Linked DNA regions of Mus musculus: region 1 is linked to region 2. Evidence: chromatin contacts called from public promoter capture Hi-C data. All regions are on one chromosome and are shown on one strand. Each heading gives the region's core, a stretch centred on a gene start, on an enhancer-like site or on the middle of the called end of the contact. The rest is flanking DNA. Distances are from core to core; before and after follow the strand shown.

Region 1 (2,975 bases), core at 348-2,847, 310 kb after region 2:
ACAGAGCCCAGGAAGGCACTTTGGGCTGGGATCCAAATGCCCGGAGAATACCTGGCTGACTAGGAGGCTTATGTGTGCTGACTTTCATCTTCTCTTGCTCATCCCCAAGCCCCACACAGGGTTGCACAGAGTACCTTGGGCTGCTATGAACTCACCGGAGAGGGATCTTGACTCGGAGGTACCGATCCACAGCAATAGCAAGCAGAGCCAGGATGGAGCTCTGGGTGAGGATGAGGACAGGACAGGCCACCATGAGGCAGGTGTGGAAGTAGGTCTGTGGCCCAATGTTGATAAGGATGGCCAGTGGGATGACCAGGGCGCCAACAGCCACATCAGCTACCGCCAGGGATACGATGAAGCAGAAGGTAGCATCGCGAAGTGCCTGGTTCACCTTCACAGCCCAAATCACCAGTACATTTCCGGGCACAGAGACCAAGGCAATGAGCACCTCGATGCCAATGTAGGCAGCCTGGAAGGCCGAGATGTACGGCGGCATGGTGGGCAGGAGCTGGGCACATCAGCAGACAGGCGCCCTGGGGCGCGAGGCCAGCACCTGTGGTCAGGAAGCCTGCGGTGGGGATGCCAGCCTGGGAAGGAGGGGGACATAGGCAGCCCTGCGAAGATGTGCCCCAGTAAAGTGATGCAGTGCCTGCCCAAGCTGGCCAGACACTCAGGCTCACTATCTGCTTAACCTCTGTCCCCTCCCCTTGTCCTTAGAGGTTCCATTCAGCAACTTAAAATAGCAGCACTCACTCCACCACTGGTTTTTGTATCAGGTGTGAGGTGGCTCCCTGTACACTTACTCCACAAGGATCCCCTGTGAATCCACAGTGCCCACAGGTGTCCGCCGACCCGGAGGCAAGGAGCTCACCATCCTGCCTGCCAACCGGTAGGGGGTCCCAAAGGCGTTGCCCTAAGTTCCCCGGGCGGCTTTCCGGAGCCGCGCCGGGCAGGGTTGGGTTCTGGGCACCGCGCGCGCATCGGCTCATCGTTCTCCAGGCTCCCGCCGCTGCGCTCCCAGCCCGGCCTTTCAAGCAATCACATGGTGTGGCAGAGGCTCAGCCCCGGACGCCTTTAAAGAGGTAGTGCCCCTGTTTCGTACCTGGGACTGGATGGCAGGCGTGATTCTGAGGGACTAAGCCCAGGACCTGGCGGGTCCACCGGCTCCCATTCCCCGCGTGCGCGCACGCCTACCCTGTGCCCACCCACCTGGGACGCCGCTGGTGCCCGATTCTTAACAGAAGCCTGGTCCAGCTCCAGCTCTGCCCAGAATCCTTACCCATCGACTGCCCCAAGGGGGACACCCCAGTCATTTCATCCACCCCTTTCCTGCACACTCATGATGCACGAACTGAGCCACAGACTTACCCAAGGTCACACCAAAGCTGGCAGAGCGCCTGGCCACCTGAACTGTCTAGCCAAGTATCCCCAGACCTCAAAACCTTGGGCAGTCGCTCCCTCAGAGGATGCCAGGGGAACCCAGGGCTAGCCAGTTATGTCCAAGGGGTGGTAGCCAGCCGAGACTCCACTCTGGCGCCGGCGCCTTCGTCGCCCCCGGCGCGGGAGCTGAGTGACAATCGGGCTCCGCACACCGGGAGGGGGAGGGGGCGGGGGCGGGGGCGGCGGCGGCACCCGCGGGCCCCTCCCTCGTCGCCCTCCGTCTCCTCCCCTACCCCCTCCTCTAAACAAAGGAAGTGATTCAGTGTGAGAAAAGCTGGGAAAACGTGAGCGTCTCGAATGGTGTGATGTATGGATCCGGCCTCGGGACAGGGACAGTACCGAGGTGCCGATTCCCGTGTTCCCTCTTTCCCTTACTCCCTCCCTCCCTTCTCAATGCAGCAGGCGGACAGCCCAAGCCCTAATCACCTGCGGGACTCAAGAGGGCCCCTCTCTGGTCTCCCACCGCCACCAACCATTGGCATCTGGGCGCCTCCCCTAATCTTAAAACCTACTCTCTTCAGGAAAGCAGTCCCAGCACTGTCAGGAGCGCACAGGCTTCCCGCACACACGTTACTTTGCAGGCAGTCTCCTGAGTCATAGCCCTTTCTCATCCATCGCTCAGAGTGCTTTTCAGGCTCTTCGTAATTTCCATTTTGCAGATGAGGATGCTGAGGCTCAGAGAAATGACCCCCACTGTCAGTGTTACACTACTATGCTCCTTCCCCTCCCCCTCCTCCTCCTTCTCCTTCTCCTTTCTGCCCCAGCACCTAAGACTACACAGTATCTAGTCCAATCCCTTGTGCTCCAGAAAAAGATTCAGGCTGGGAAATGAAAGGAACTTGCCAAAGACTAACACACTGAAGCACCAGCACAGTGCCCTTCCCACAGTGCCCTCCCCACCTCGCCCTCCCCCACAGTGTCCCTGGCCCTCACTTCATCACTGGCTCACGCACAGCCCCAAGCCTTCCCTCTCAGTGCCTTATAGAGAGATCCCACCCTGAGAAATCCTGTTTGTTGGTCAAGGGTCTGCACTGTACAGTAGCTGGGTGAGTCAGGCTAGGGGAAACCCTACAACCTGCTGCCCCCTTGCTGGATCCCAGCTGAGGAGAAGGGCTCTGCCCACAGGAGGGAGAGCAACTTCTGCTGGGGTGTGCTGCAGGAGCACAGGAAGGAGCAGTTTCCTCTGGAACCTGGGTGGCTGGGAGGAAGGGTGGGAGCTATTCGGTTTTCTCCAGAGAAAGAAGCCCAATGAGGGGAGGACACTTCCAGGAGACCCAGGGCTTCACTTCCACTTCCACCCTCAGACAACAGGGGACTGTGAGTTTGATGACAAAAGATCAGCTCATCCATGACAGGCATCCTTCCTGCCTACCTCCCATTCCTCCCTACTCCTAAGAGCAAGCTGCCATCCTGCCCCTGCCCATACCATGCGACATGAGGCTGAGATCTGCATGGCATCTGTGCCTCTTGGCTCTTTCTTTCCTTGACTCAGGGCCTTTAAGGCATAAAGCCTTTCACATAATTAATTTTAATTT
Region 2 (3,313 bases), core at 618-3,117:
TGTGGCTCAGAAGACTACATTGGACATTCAGTGTCAACTGATTGGAACTCCCCAGACACCCGTGCAAAGCCCGCTGTGTGTCTCCATCCTGACTTACTAACCCAGCTCTCCGCTTTCTGCAGAGGTGGGGACACTGGCTGGCAAATGGAAATCTCTCTTTTCAGCTGGTTGTGGCTTCTTCTGAGATCTAGGGCTTCTCCTTGTCTTTGTGGTTGTGGTTGTGGTTGTTGTTGTTGCTGTTGTTGTTCCTTCTAGCCTTGAGGTGCTCTCCTCAAGGAAGGTGAGGGTGGATAAGGGACATTATCAACTCGTCTGTCCTCTGAGAGAGTCAAATGGGACAGACCTGTGGGGTACGGGGAGAGAGAATCTAGAAGGGATGGTTGACAGCTAGTACTAGCTCTTGGGTACCTGGGACAGGTAGCTTAGCAGGTAAGAGGAGATAGACTAAGGTAGAATGTTCTTTGTAGAATGTTCCCCCGAAGTATGGTTGCCTAGTATGGATGATGTTAGTAATCACAAGAGAGTGCCTTGTTCCCTCCTGCAGTGGCTCTCAGCCCTCACTGTCAAGACTGCAGGGGCTCCTTTTTGAGGACACCACATAGCCCTTTATGTGAATCCCAAGGGAGTTAGGGGAGTCTCAGGATGTATTAACACAGCTCTGGACCTCTTGGGTTCTGTTTGATGGGTCTGTAATGAGTGTCTGTCCCTGTTTTACTAAAGCTTCCATATTCCCTGCCTACTGCTCAGGGCCCTCTGAGGATCAAGTAGTGCCCCCCTTCTTACTGCCATGGGGCCCCTCTATTGCAGGAGAGGGGGGAGCTGTGCAAATAAGACTCCCAGGTTCCCCTCCCTGCTTCCTCTACTTCAAGCCCCCTTACCAGCTGACTGGTCAGGATAATCTCAGAATAACTTCAGAGAGAAGAGTGTTTCTGACTATGTAGTGTGTGTGTGTGTGTGTGTGTGTGTGTGTGTGTGTGTGTGGAACTGTTAACTCAGGAGTTAGGGCCTCCAAGGCTTGCAGGCAAGCTTGACTTCTTTTTGTAAGAGCCAAGTGGTTTGGGGAGGGAGACAGGAATTCGGGCTGCTGAGAGGATACTGTGTAGGCTGGAGGGCCACTTTTCTCTCCCTTCTGCCTGATTAAGTTCAAAAGAAAGAAATTTTCAAAAAAAATCACTTGATTGTTCATATCCTCCCTGACCAGCCAAGGCGTGATTGTCTTTTGGCTCTGTCATCTCAGAAGGAAAACGCTGTCTCTGGTCAGGCAGTTGAGGAGGCACGTGAGAGAGTAAGAGACAAAACCCAGTGTGTGTGTGTGTGTGTGTGTGTGTGTGTGTGTGTGTGTGTGTCTGTCTGTCTATCTTTCTGTCTGTCTTCTGCAGTGCATGGTAATACATGAAAGGTGTAGAGAATTCGGTTCTAGTGTCCAGTTCCCATGGCAACACCTGCTCTGTTCAAATTCTGTGTGCGACACAGCTCTGTGTGCTCCACAAACATCTGCACTTAGAAAGTTTAACTTCAGCAGCAAGCAAACGCTAGGATGCAGGATGTTGGAGAGACAAGAGAGTGTCATCAGGAAATGAGGAAGGCTACATCTGAACTCTTTAGAGAGGAAAAATGAGAAGGAAGAAGGCCAGGAGGGAGGAAAGAAAGATTGGACAGAGCTAGAGAGAACCCCTGGAGGAAGGAGCCTTCTAGTCTTCTCCCCCACTGCCTGAACTTACCTGCACACACCTGCCTCTCCTCTGGACTCTGGGGCACTCTTCTGTTCCTCCCCACCCTTTGCTGGAGCTGTGGCAGCAGAGAGCCAGCTAGAAGTTCTGGTCTCCCAGTTGGTGCGTGTCTGCGTGTGTCTGCCTGACTTTTCTTCTACCAGATCCTATTGGGGTGGGGAGGTTAGTTTGGGGAGGGAGGGGCAGATCAGAGGGGGGAGGGCAGGGAGGAGGAGGGAGCAGAGGAGAGAGGGAGGGAGCTTGGGAAAGGAGAGATGACAACAATAAAGTCTTTATTTGGCAGCCAAAACTCCACAGACCTCATCCACACCCGATGCCCGCTAACGGCTCACTTTTAATAATGTTTCCTGCTGCTGCTGCTGCTCTGGAGAGGGACCGTTTGACCCGTGTTTGGAAACTAAGCCAAATCAAGAGAGGAAAGCACTTGGCAAGGCCTCTGCTTCTGTGCAGGCAGGGTGGGGTCGCTGGGTCCAGCCCTGGCCACTTGAGTTTCTAACAAGCGCCTTACTTCCCTGATGTCAATTCTTCAACTCACTGAGGAGCCACGAGACACTTTTCAGAGCATACACAGTGACAATATTTCCCTATCACAGCCCAGAAGCTTGCTAAGGGAGTGGAGACTCACTGTGCAGTGGGCTGATATAAGAGGTAACTACTGGTTTGGTGGCCACTCTGGCCTGAGGATCACACAGCCAAATTAAAGCAGGTTTCCAATTGTAAATCCGCAAGCCATTGTTCCTAGTTCCTGAGGACAGTGTTGGGGCTTTTCCTCCAGCTTTGTGTCACACACTCAGGTGAGGTTTGGGGGCTGTGTGGTCATCCCACAGAAACAGGATGATGCCAGGCTCCCCAATGCATATCCACTTCCTGGAAACCAATTCAAAAGTCTCTGTTATCTGAACAATGACCCCCACCCCCGTCCCCATCTGAAAAGTCAGGCACACTTGGCTTTAAGGTGCATTCAGTACAACTTCTGGCTCAGAACCTAAGGGAAACACTTACTCAGTCACCATTAGGTCATCAGAGACCTACAAAGCCCACAAGGGACTCTTGTCACTGTCCCCTAACTCTCAAAGTCCCCGGCTCTTCCACTCACAGGAAATAAAGTGTGTTCTTAGGCAAGTCACTTGATTTTGAGATGCCCCTATTTCTGTGTCTGTGTCTCAGGTAAGACCGTGGAGCTTCAGAAGGGATTGTAGGGAATCCTAGCCAGCGTAGAGATATAAATGTCACTCACTGCCTGTTTACCTGCCTTCTTGCTATCACAACCCCCAAAAGCCTGTGCTGGAGGGAGTTGTAGGGCCTTGCTTGTGTTAGGTCAGTGCTCTACTGTGGGGCCATGGACTGTGAGCCTGTTCCTTGGTCGAGCTAAAAGTTTGAAGCCCCAGAGACCCTGAAGGGATCTAAGGAGTTTTGCCTGTTCCCAGGCACCAGGCCCCTGTCACCAGCCTCAGCCTCCCTCCTCACCCCCATAGATTTGTGGCCATCAGTCACTTGGGGGCAATGCCCCAAGCCCTTCCACATGTAGATGAGGCATCCTTAACATCTCAGACCAATTTAATAGGAAAAGAGATGTGATCTGT

The links. Promoter capture Hi-C pulls out the DNA fragments that hold promoters and counts their contacts.
Region 1: a contact with region 2 is called in a promoter capture Hi-C map of hippocampal neurons, with 2.0 times the contacts expected there. The contact joins the promoter of Adora1 here to the promoter of Prelp in region 2. A contact is called at or near these places in 1 of 39 promoter capture datasets (hippocampal neurons), 6 of 484 Hi-C or Micro-C datasets (B cells, cerebral cortex, embryonic stem cells and 2 more) and 1 of 9 other capture datasets (adipose tissue).

The regions. Positions count from the first base shown.
Region 1 is chr1:134,233,860-134,236,834 of GRCm38.p6, forward strand. Adora1 (adenosine A1 receptor) reads right to left here and starts at 1,598. Exons shown (of 2, transcript NM_001008533.3): 1 at 156-1,598. The coding sequence starts at 496.
Region 2 is chr1:133,919,534-133,922,846 of GRCm38.p6, forward strand. It overlaps Prelp (proline arginine-rich end leucine-rich repeat), which reads right to left and starts at 1,868. Exons shown (of 3, transcript NM_054077.4): 1 at 1,722-1,868.